2 separate regions of the Sus scrofa genome follow, and region 2 is linked to region 1. Evidence: chromatin contacts called from public HiChIP or PLAC-seq data. All regions are on one chromosome and are shown on one strand. The core of a region is the stretch at or near the end of the contact, and the rest is flanking DNA. Distances in the headings are between cores, read along the strand shown. Region 1 has its middle 13 kb from the start of IVNS1ABP. Region 2 has its middle 80 kb from the start of IVNS1ABP.

The links. HiChIP or PLAC-seq counts read pairs in DNA pulled down with a chosen protein or histone mark.
Region 2: a contact with region 1 is called in an H3K27ac HiChIP or PLAC-seq map of alveolar macrophages. The contact joins two enhancer-like sites. A contact is called at or near these places in 2 of 47 Hi-C or Micro-C datasets (blood and heart right ventricle) and 1 of 2 datasets of contacts at active chromatin or transcription factors (alveolar macrophages).

What each region holds. Positions count from the first base shown.
Region 1 is chr9:126,489,245-126,495,595 of Sscrofa11.1, reverse strand. No RefSeq gene overlaps it. Among named protein-coding and RNA genes, the nearest start is that of IVNS1ABP, 13 kb to the right of the region's middle. Within about 2 kb of position 2,430, at least 6 of the 83 cell types and tissues checked have an H3K27ac peak or open chromatin away from gene starts, as enhancers often do. A contact at or near this core is called in alveolar macrophages, where this site is marked.
Region 2 is chr9:126,556,560-126,562,910 of Sscrofa11.1, reverse strand. No RefSeq gene overlaps it. Among named protein-coding and RNA genes, the nearest start is that of IVNS1ABP, 80 kb to the right of the region's middle. Within about 2 kb of position 3,345, at least 15 of the 83 cell types and tissues checked have an H3K27ac peak or open chromatin away from gene starts, as enhancers often do. A contact at or near this core is called in alveolar macrophages, where this site is marked.

The sequences.
Region 1 (6,351 bases), core at 1,181-3,680:
GTAGGGGGGGATAAACTAAGCTAATTTAGGCATTAAGAGGATCTCGGTCTAATTCCTGAGTCTTCTGCTACGGAGCTTTGGATGGCATAGTTAATTACCTGCGATAAGGTCTTCAGGAAGACAAACTTAGGTAGCTACACTGGCTGGTGCACTGCAAATACTCATCAAACTTGCAGCCAAAGTTAAGGAGAGCAATCAGACCTAGCAATTGGGGTATATAAGGGGGGTTGAGGTGGTGGTCTTCAAACTGGGGTGCCCATAACTTAACCGAAGAATACACACATGAAAATGTTGGAGGGGTTCATAGACAGGGATTGTTTTAACAGAATCAGTGTTCAAATCCTGAACTCTCATAACACTGGTATACGGAAGAGAACACTCCAGGGGTCTGTGGTTCATTCCCCCACCCCATACCCTCTTTCCCAAACAAAGGCCCTACAACCACTTTACAGAAGAAAGTGAAGGCAAAGCCCCACTGGGCATATAACCTTTGTGTGTTTGCTCCAGGGGTAAATACCGCAGGGCCACAAACCTAGGGACCATGAGGGAGTGGAGATTTCCTGCAGAGATGTGTGGAGAGAGAGAGAAGAGACAGATTCCACAAGGCTCCACGCCTTCTCTCTCTCAACTTAATCTCCACTTGAATTAAGGAATGACGTTGTACACACGTGCATTTAACCACATTTATCTGCAATAAAGAGAATAAAAATGCAGTCAGTTTTCTCCTGACCAAAAAAAAAAAAGAAAAAGAGTCTACTTTGGCCAGATATTTTTTTCTCCAACTTTATGAGCAATGCCTGATCTGCAAGAGGCAAACTTTTTTTTTTTTTTGTCTCTTTAGGGCCACACCCACAGCATTTGGAGGTCCCTAGGTCAGGGGTCGAATCAGAGCTGTACCTGCTGGCCTGAGCCTTGTCTTCGACCAACACCACTGCTCACGCAATGCTGGATCCTTAACCCACTAAGCAAGGCCAGGGATCAAACCTGTGTCCTCATGGATGCTAGTCAGATTCATTTCTGCTGAGCCATGGCAGGAACTCCTGCATGAGGCAAACTGCAAGGTTTTGAGGGAAAGTATTTAGGGCAGGAAGATGATATAAAATTGATTCTTTGTACATGTTCAGATGTTGACCTGATGTATAGAGATACAGAGTTTTACAAAACGTCTCACAGAGCTTTCCAGAGAAGGAAGTTTCAAGACCACTGGTCTAAGGCACTTAATCCAAGGAAAGAAGTTCTGTGCCAGTCTGTACACATGCCTAAACAAAGGGCTTCTGAAGGAAAAGGTGATTGTGAAGGCAGCTGAATTGTTCTCAGTCTGATCCTCAGGAACTTTTGTCTGTCCCTAGAGAAAAGACACCTGCAGCAGTGCTGGAATGATTAATATGTGGCTACATTACCCAGACCTCTGGGGGAAGAGCTCAAAGCAGCACTGTTGGAAGGTGGACGGGGACACAGGGAAGGGTGAGGTACCATCCTCATGACAGCACCCACCTCAAGAGCCATGGGGCCCTGGACTATCTGAAACCACAAGGTAGCCAGAGAGACTACAGAAATTCCAGACCACTTGTGTCAAGAACCGGGGAGACTTCCTGCAGTAGTTGGGTGGGCCTGGGGTGGGGGGGTTCCCTCGATTTCATCCAGCTCAGGGGACCATCATTTCACTGCTGTTCCTGTGAGTGCATTGGCTGTGGTCTGGAGAAACTAGGGAATTCTTTAGATAAGGCATCTAGAATTTTTTAAATACCTAGAATTTATGAAATATGAAATCCCTTTCTTCACCGCTTCCACCTTTAGCCTTCCTCTCTTCCTATTTATTTATCTTATTTATTTATTTATTTATTTTTTGCTTTTTAGGGCCACGGCATATGGAGGTTCCCAGGCTAGGGGTATAATCAGAGCTACATCTGCCGGCCTCTACCACAGTCACAGCCACGCAGGATCTGGGCTGCGCCTGTGACCTACACCACAGCTCATGGAAATGCTGGATCCTTAGCCCACTGAGCAAGGCCAGGGATCGAACCCACAACCTCATGGTTCCTAGTCAGGTTCATTTCCGATGCGCCACGACCGGAACTCCCTCTCTTCTCGTTTAAAAACATGAGGATATTGAGGTCCAGGGAAGTTGAATTGTCAAAGTGTCTGAGGCAGTGGCTGCTCAAACTGGGAAAGGAACACAGAACTTTCCATTTCTGTCTTTGTCTAATCTGTACTCAGCTCTTCTAATTTCGAGTCCAGAATTTTGGCCACAGACTAGACACCACTGGAAATAAACTGTCTCAAAAGGGCATAACTTTCTTTATATTTTCCTCTAGTTGTTTCTTCATGTCATTTGGCTAAGAAGCAGAACTGGCCCAGGCTTGGACAGGAAGCTAGGCGTGAAGTTGTAAGTGGCCCTGACTCACCAGGTGCGTCACCCCACTTGGGTGGCAGCTCATCTGCCAACAGGATAAGTCCTCCCCCACCCCCCGCACCAAGGAAACGTGGGCCGGGATCTGTCTGGGCTGCATAATCAACAAGGACATATTACTATTTTCCCTTTTTGTTCCCAGTCAAGTATCACTCTCTTGGACAGGGTCACCCACTGCAAGGACTGGGGGATCCCCGTGGGCAACAGAGGCCCCATTTGCTAAAGGAAAGAAAATTCCCCAGTCTTTATATTGAATTTCATTAAGGAGTTACAGTCCTGCTTGGCAAAACAGAGCAATGAACATGAACTTAAAGTACTCACAGAAAAGACCAATGATATCGTCACCAACAGAAATTCCCATACAGACACTACACGAAATTTGAAGACTTACACTTCACGTGTTGAATGAGGTCTGTAAACTTCCTGGTCAAGGACCCCTTTCTATGGGGTTCATTGTACTGCATGTCTGCAAAGCTCACATGTCCAACCCAAATCAACGTAAGACGGTTCTCTGGGATGCCAGCTTCTTCCAGAACTACTGAGTTATGTACATTCTGAGTGACATGACAAGAACTTCTGAATCATTTTGAAATAACCTAGATTTCTCAGATAGTTGTTTCTCACTCAGTCCTGCTCACCAGCACCCTTTATGACCTAAAAAGTCCAGGTATGTCCCTTTACAAAGTCCAGGATTGACTTAAAAGGGGGATGACAAATGAAGGATGGGGCACTTCATTCTCTCTTTCCCCCCACACAAGACAAACACTGCCCATCCGTCGCCACACTTGTTCCAATGCACGGAGACTCTCAACTTTGCAACCTGATACTTCAAGCAACAGTGTGACCAACTGGGGTTGACGTCTAAATTAAAGTCTATTTGCAATTCGGGGATTAGATTAGATCTCTGGAAAAGCTAACTATTTTTGAGAGGTTTTTTTGAACATCCCAAGTCTTCTGCCTGGCAACCTGATGTCACATTGCCAAGGGTAATGTTCTTTAGATGACTCTAAAATTCCATCCCTTTGTGTTTAAATTACACATTAGAATTCTAATTCCCATTCTGAGTTTTGAATGGCATCAGGAAATAGCTTTATGTGGAGGGGTAAGGTATGGCTTATCTACTCCCTATTTTCTTTTAATTATTTGAAATGCATATATCTTTAGGCATTCTCCTGTGGTTCATGGTTAAGGATATGGGGGTGTCACTGCAGTAGCTTGGGTCATTTCTGTGGTGTGGGTTCAATTGTTGGCCTGGGATCTTCCACAATACACAGGCAAGGCCAAAAAAAAAAAAAAAAAAAAAAAAAAGGAAATGAGTATACCTTTAGTTTTCCAAATTATCTACTATATTGGCCCTTCAGTTTGATTTGAGATTAAGGCCAACACATACATTCAGATTTTATTTGACTATATAACCTCAAAAGACTCGAAAAAAAGTGGTCATTGCCTAGTTATTATTATTGATAGACTTGGTGGAGAACTATAAGATCACTCACTTGTAACAGATAAACACTCTAGAAGAGTAATTTCAAGTCTTAAATACTTTTAGGATTTCAGAACCTAAGGGAAAATTGTTAGAGTTGGTAAAAGAATCTAATGTACCTGGTTCAGTATTTGGCCAAATACACTGCTTAGAAGAGAAGATTATAGGGGTCTGGTGATCACTTAAGTTTGGAAACCTTGAATCCAATGTCCCACTCAAAGTGTCACGAGGCACGTAGCATGTTAAAAGTTGTAAAAGTCCTACAGTAAATAGACAGGCCCATCCAGCATGCCCAGGCCAAACTTTTGGAGAGCACTGAGGTTGGGTTTTCTGTTCAAAGAACATCTATCAGCATCTCTTCTAAAGAACACACTTTAGGAAATCTCAGCATAGCTAACTTTATTGCCTCAACCAGACACATGATTTATTGATTTATTTATTTGGTTTTTTTCTTAGGACTGCACCTACAGCATATGGAAGTTCCCAGGGCCGGGGTCAAATCGGAACTGCAGCTGCTGGCCTACACCACAGCCACAGCAACACCAGATCTGAGCTGCGTCTGCAACCTACACCACAGCTCATGGCAATGCTGGATTCTTACCCTATTGATCAAGGCCAGGAATCGAGCCCACGTCCTCACGGATCCTGGTTGGATTCATTATCACTGAGCCACAACAGAACTCCAGACACATGATTTAAAATGACCGTGTTTTATAAACCATTTTCAGGTCTTCACAACCTCTGTCTAATCATCCACAGGGTCAAGTTCCTTTTTTTTTTTTTTTTTCCCTGTCTTTTTAGGGCCACACCTATAGCATATGGAAGTTCTCAGGCTACAGGTTGAATCGGAGTGGTAGCTACCAGCCTACGCCACAGTCACAGCAAAGTGGGGTCTGAGCCACATTTTCGACCTACACCACAGCTCACGGAAATGCTGAATCCTTAAGCCACTGATCAAGGCCTGGGATCGAACCTGTATCGTCATGGATACTAGTCGGGTTTGTTACCACTGAGCCACAATGGGAACTCCTCAAGTTCTTTGTTTAATCAAATGCTCTCTTGCAATGATCAATCCTTTCATCTCAGATTTTTCCCTCTTATTTTCTTTCTTGTGGATATGGGGAGTGCACTAGCCTTCTCCTTTAGGAAAATCCTCCACAAAGTTTTTTTTTAATCAAAATATGGTCATGTTTCTCCCTAGATTGACAGCCTCAGTCACTTCCCATTGCTTTGAAGACAACTACAAACTCTAAAGAATGAGTGAGCCACCTGCTTCCCTGCCCACCCTCATTTCTTCTGCCGCCCAGTCCTCTCGCATCTTACTCCCTCTCCATCATAACCTACCTTGGAATCCTCAGACACACTGCTTTTATTTTGCATATGCTTTCTATCCATGAGGAAAACTCATACCCTTCAAGTCTCAGGTCAACCTGCACCTCCTCTGGACGTTTCTCTGACTGTCACCATCAAAGGCTCATCTGCTCATCTTCCAGACTCCCAGAGTGCGTGGAACCTCCCTCACTCCTTCAACATAATTACCATCATTGTAGTTGTTTATTTTCTGTCTCCCAATCTATAGATGAAAGTTTACCATAGTGCCTGGTATACTACAAGTGCATAATTAAAGTGTGTTTAATGAATTAATTTATAAACAAGCACCCATAAGAATTTGAGACCAGCTTTTCTTTTTCAGTAAAGAACCACTGGGTCTTATTTTACCGATCCTACCCCCTAATCTTTTCCTGTTTTTCTTAGGAATCTCTCTAATGTCTCCACATCCCTATCAGAAGGAGGAACCCAAAACTAGACCCCATGCAGTATTTTATGTTAGCTGGAGCTCAAAGTTCTTCCTTTCGGGTGAATAATTTTTGATCTTTCTTCCCACAAACATTTTCTTTTCAGCATAAAAACAGGAAATCAAAGTTAGAACTTTGATGGGTATAGAAAATCACACCCTGATTTTATCACACCCTGAATTATGGCTAAAATCTGAAATTATCAATAATTTGATTAGCAGTAATTAGCTAATAATAAATTTGCAATAATTTCAGATTTCTTCCAGAAAATTAATTTCCCAACAGTAACAATGCTAACAATTCTCAAATATGTAAATTACATGGATGGGGTTATACATTATTTTATAAATTTCTTTATTAGAGGAATATGTCTCAGGCACAAGGGAGAACAATTATTTTGAATGTTAAAGGACCTTAGGTTCCCTGAAGGATTTTAGTATCTTTGGAGTTAGGTATATAACTCATATTTGAATATAAAAGATTAATAACCTAAAGATATTTGTATACTTTATCTAAAGACCAACTAATGAAAATGATGATTAAAAAGAATATAAACCTACTATGTTGGATTAAGATGGGGAAATGAATTTTAAAAAATTTTCTTCAGCCATATGCAGAACAATAAAATTCAGAATTGCAAACACAACTACACATCCAAACAT
Region 2 (6,351 bases), core at 2,096-4,595, 66 kb before region 1:
GGCAAGCTATTTAATCTCTCTATACTCAGTTGCTCTCCATACAGTCTGGGGATAATTTATGAAAAAGTCCAATCAAAATAATTCACAAATAGCATCCATCATTTTTATCATTATTATTAATTTCTCCCCCAGCTCTGTTGCTACATTATTTACATGATTAAACATGTGACAACATGAACCAATGAAATCAGACTAATGCATAAAATAAAGTCTTGCATTGCAAGTTTACATCCATTAGTACTGCTAATCTGATGTTATCACTTTAGCTCATTTTTCAGCAAAGGTGAAATTTTGATGGACCCTTCTTTTTCAGCCTTTTAAAAATCACCACTGATCTCTTATTAACATTGCATTTTCATTATCCCTACAGCATATGAGTCCCTTAGGAAGGCTCAGTGAATAATTTAACACTCATGTTTAATTTATTATACGTGCCTGTAGCAACTTTTTTCATGGACTGATCTTTGCGAAAGTTCTCAAGGCCTGGAGGCACAGGGGGGCTCCATTAAAAATGTATTTCTCAGGGAGTTCCCGTCATGGCTCAGTAGAAACTAATGTGATTAGCATCCATGAGAACGCGGGTTCAATCTCTGGCCTCCATCAGTGGGTTAAGGATTGGGTGTTTCCGTGAGCTGCGGCGTAGGTCGCAGACTCGGCTCGGATCTGGAGTTGCTGTGGCTGTGGTGAAGGCCAGCAGCTATAGCTCCGATTTGAATTCTAGCTCGGGGACCTCCATATGCCGCAGGCATGGCCCTAAAAAGACAAACGACAAAAATATATACATATATACATATACATATATATATATACATATATATATATATGTATTTCTCAGTTTTCTTGCGGGATTCTTTTAAAACATGCTGGAATGGGTGTATTCATGGTTAACTGACAGCACACTACATGCTGACTATTCTCCACATTGGATGAAACATTCCTTTTTTTCTGATACTTAAGGTGTATGCCAATACTTCCCATTTCCTGCTTTTGGAGTTATAATTAAAGACAATGTAACTGATTCAACTCTTTCCCGGGCAATGGTTTAGAGGAGAATTATAGGAGTGAATCGGGGGTGGGAGAAAGAGAGGAAGAGTGGTGGATGTAGGCTTCCAAGCAGAGCCTTTGAAAATTAAGTGATGGTGAGATAAGAGTGGAAAGGCCAGGGTCTTTCTCTTGCTTTCTCCAGATGTTCCAAAGGAGATAATCAGGAAGATGTGGAGCTCTTTTCTCCGGCTGTGACCTCCAGTTTGGGACCAAGACACATCCTCAGTTAGGTACCACACACTTCCCATGAACAGAAATGAAGCCAGAACATGGCATATTTTTCTGCTGAACCTAGTTCCATAATCTATCAAATGGTTTATAGTTCCTTGACACTGAGCTTGAATTTGAGGTCTTCTAAAGCTTAAATTGGGCCCCCTTATATGTGACTATGATGCTTTGTATTTATTGAGTTACTAAGGTTCTTCATTTGTAGATGTGTGAAAATATAAATACAACCAAGGAAAAATTCCAAAGAGCACAGTCCTGGAAGGCACTAATCTGACCTAGGTTAGTACTGATTATTATTGTTTAATCTGCCCGTAGTTAAAGATCTCCCTTACGATATGGTGCACCACCAAAACTATGAGGGTCCAACCAGCCTTGGGAAAGCCTCTCTTCCTCTGGCTGACTGACTCAGGGAAGCCCTACACTGTTAGGCAACAAAGCTTTCACTTTACTTGCAGAGAGATGGACCATCTGACTTAGGGTTGGCTCTAGAATTTTCTATCAAAATAATTGTGCTTTTTAAAGAACAGACTAAATCACTTCTATAAATTAATACGAACAATGGCCTAGGATTGAGGACAAAAATTAGGTGAGCTATTTCTCGATATTCCCTGGAGAGAAAAATATATATTTTTTTTTCCTTAGGCCTTTTCAAAAGCAGAGCTGTTAAGGGCAATGATGTTAGTTTCACTCATCATTTTCTCTCCAATACCTAGCACAAGGTCTGTAACACAGTAGAGATGTTAAATATTTGTTAAATACGGAAAAGATAAGTGGTTTAAAGTGAGCAGGCTCCAGCATCCTGATTCATCTGACATAATACATTCAACTAGAGAATAAATGCATTTATTCTTCAAAGCATGAACTCCATGTAAAACATGAGGTCAGTTTTCTTCCAGGGAAGAGAAGCAATTAGCTTTGAAACAGACCTTCTTTGGATGCAGATCACAGGGAAGAACACCATCTTTGGGAACGGCTCCAGCCCTTTATATTTGAAAATCGCTTTATGCTCAATTTCATTAGCTTTTTAAGAATAAGACCCTAAAATCTCAACAGTAGTACCTTATCGTACAGATGAAGAATGAAAATCCAAAGGCAATAATTACAGCTATGTTAATTGAGAACTTATACGGTTAATGCTTAAGACTCTAAGGTAAATCCACAAGTATATTATCTAATCATCACAGCCGTGTGTAAGGTAGGTATTTATTTAACTCTTTGTGATATTGGAGGAAACGGAGGCTCAAAATGGTTAAGTGACTAGTCAAATGTCACGTGGCTTCCAAGTGGTAAAGATAGGACTTAAACCACGGTCTGCCTGGCTCCGGAGCTCAGGTGTTTAACCACTGTCCTTTACTGCCTTGGTGCTCTATTGTCTTCTGAGCGTCCATAAGGGTTTGGCCAAGTCCACTGCTGAGCACGGCACCTTAATGACTCAGGGTCTTCTTCTAAGATCTCAAAGCAAAAATTATTTTAAAATCGAAAACGGTAATGACGAAGAATTAAAAGGCATTGAGGCAGTGGACAGGGCACATGAATTGAGGTTTGCTAACCTTTACATCAAAACCCTGGTCCTAAGTTTACAGCCCTTTGTCCCTTTAGGATGCCTACCTGGTGTCATTTTGAGCTGTTCACCAAAAGACCTCCTTAAAATCCCTGCTACACAGTTTAATTTTCCTCGTCTCTATTCCCTTCCCAGAATCTATTCTCCCCATCTGATGCCCTAAACATGACCACAAATTCTTTACAGCGACTTCCATCCAAAGGTGGAAACTACTTCCCCACTGCCTTGAGTCTGGGCTGACTTTGTGACTTGCTTTGATCAATAGTTTGCTGCAGCAGTAACATCCTATGACTTCCCAGCCTTGGCTTCTAGAAGCCCCGAAGCCTCTACTTTCATGCTCTTTGAACACCGCTACCATGTGGACAAGCCCATCCATGAGGATGAAAGAGACCACAGGGAGAAAGAGGCTCAACAGTCCAGCCATTACCGGATCCTTTACCAAGGTCCCAGGCTGTAAGCCCTGAATGAGGCAGTCCATGACCAGCTGACCACCAACAGCTGCAAACAGAGTTGAGATGAGTCATCCCAGCTGAGCTCTGCTGAGCTCTGCCCAGCTCTGCCAAGCCAAAGAATAGCGATAAGTAAATGGGTGTTGTTTTCAGCCCTTAGGTTTGGGGTGGTTCATAATACAGCAGTAGATCACTAATATATACCTTGTTTTATTCCTTTCTTCCTAAGATGTCCACCATCTACTCACAGACTGAGTCACTCCTCCAAGAAACTTTCCCTGGTGGAAACCCCCCCTGCAAAGCCAGCCTCATTCAAGTTTCAGTCCACGCCCTGCCTTGTGTGATTCTAACGGCACTGAGACCCAACTACCTTCCTGAAAGCCTTCCTCGTCCACTGGCTGATAATTGGGATCTCCCCATGAAAGTTTAACTACTTACATAAAAGCCTGAAGGCCTATTAAATTTTTAAAGTCCCTGGAAGGTCTGTGCTTCTGATTTTTATCTTATTATAAAAATATATAGAAATAGAAAGTGACCCTAACACAAGATCACTTTCCCAAAGAGAAAAAAAAAATGTTCACGGTTTCAATGAACTTGAATATATGTCTTTAGGGATAGAGATGAAATAGCTATGTATCTAATTTCAATGTTTAATTTATTAATTTAATTAAGCATACGTATTTTAAATCATATTATATAAAATAATATTTGATTTAGGAATATTTTTTCACCTACTCTTCCAGCCATGAAAATATTTGATTCAAAGTTGCCATGTGTGTCTTTAACCGGCAAGTGTCCTCCATATCCTAGGAGACACTTTCAAGCCATCTGACAGTTTTCCAGACATAATCTTCTCTTTGCTCTAATTTGTTGTGTGTGTTTGTGTGTGTGTGTGTGTGTGTTTAACTACAATGCTGCCATTGGAATTTTTATCCCAAGCCACAAGTACCCATTCACGAAACACTAAGACAACTGTTTGTTCCATTTATCCTACTAGTGTATTTTCATATGGAGGTTCCCAGGCTAGGGGTCTAATTGCAGCTGCAGCTGCCAGCCTACACCACAGTCACAGCAATGCAGGATCCGAAGTGCATCTCAGACCTATACTACAGCTCACGGCAATGCCAGATCCTTTAACCCACTGAGCAAGGCCAGGGATCAAACCCACTTCCTCAGGGATCCTTCAACTTCTGAGCCACAACAGGAACTCCCTGTATATTCATAATCTTAACAGCATAACCAGTCACAGTATTGCTTTGTGAAGGGACCTTCAGAAAGCCGATTTACCATGACATCCAGTTTGCAATTTGGGGATCTTATCCTATAGGAAGTATTCATTAAATCATGCTTATGCTTTTGTTCTCTCTTTCTCTTTTTAATTTAGAAGATCACCATAATCATCTAAAATTTTATGATTTCCTGAGGTCATTTAAAGCTGATGTCTTCCCCAGATAGTGAGTGCTTTGTTGATCAAGAACTGTCAGAGAGGGAAATGCTTATGTACATACATAACTAATCACCTCGTTGTCCATCAGAAATGACCACCACACTGCAAATCCCTATACTTCAATAAACAACAACAACAAAATGTCAGAGAGAGCATCCTTAACGCAAAGGACTGTGGAAGGACTAGAATATCAGGTGATTTCCTCTTCCCTGAGAGACATTTGGAGGGGGAACCAAATTTCCTTATCTCACATGTATTAATAAATAATTAATATGTATTTTAGGAACTTCAGACAACACATAAAAGAGGTGAAAACAAAATCATAAATAATGCTATCAATAGAGATTATGCGTTCAACATGTTGGTTCATTTCCTTCTAGATCTTCCTCCTATTATGCGTTACATTCAATTCAACTGGCTCTGTTATCATGTACTAGTATAACATAAGCATTTCCCTTATTAGGAATTCTTTGTAAGAAAGACACGCCATCATTCACTCAATGCCACCCTTTTATTGCTGCACACTGATATTAACTGGAGAAGGTGCAAGGCCTCAAGCAGACACCAGCCCCTTGTACCTGCATGTGCATGGCTTTATTTTCTTTTTTTCCTTTTTCCTTTATTAAACATCTACCAAACGTGAACCAAGGGCAGTCCCTGCCCTCAGAAGGGAGAGACCTGTAAACAATCAATTGCCTAAAAGATAAGGGCTGAAACAGAGGCATATATGAAATACTATGGCAACAAAGAGGAGAGAAAGTGAACCACTCAGGGGAAACTTCACAGAGGAGTCAATATTTGAGGATTTGGAGGGGTTTTGTTTCTTTGCTAATTGCTTGTTTGGGGGATATTAAGACTTATTTTGAAAATATCTGCAAAGTCATGAGAAATCTTCAGAATCTTTTCCCCAACAGACTCTAGGAACCAAGCATGTCTACCGTGTAGAAACCTGCTGGACCACACCTGGGTTTTGTACCAGCTGACCATTTCCGGGCCTGGGAAATTTTTCCTGAGAGCAGGTTTGGATAGAGGAGGAAAAGAGCAGGAGGCACCTGGGCCTGAAGGGATGGGGCAAGTACAAGCACGAAAGGCCAGAACAAGTTCTGCCACTCCCACACTCAGCGCCCTGCCTCGCATTTCTGTGTCCCACAGGCTCCTCAATGACACCACCACCCATGCTCTCTGGTCCTCTGACATAGGCAAGTCTCATCTGCCTCCAGTAAGTTCCTGGAGTTTAGTGGAGACCACAAAAATGTAATGGCATCGAGCCCACGGCCTGGGGTTGAGGCTCAACCCCACTGCTTCATGTGGGCTCTGTGGAACCCTGAGTGGGTCACAGCTCCCACTGAGCTCACATTTCTGCCCAGGCAATCTTGCTGTCTCTCAGTCTGTGACATGGCCACAGGCCAAGTGACAGATGTGCCCCTTCTGGCCACCCTGACCATACAGATTCTTCACCTCAGATGGGTTTCTTGCTTGCACACGGCACCTGGGTTTGACATTTTCTGACTGTCCTAAGGCCACTAGAACTCCGAGGTCTGCTCATTTCTGTCCCATGCTGGGGGTCCTGGGCCCATCCCAGTTTCAAACTCTAGGCTGGGCCAGTGAGGGCCAGACATGTA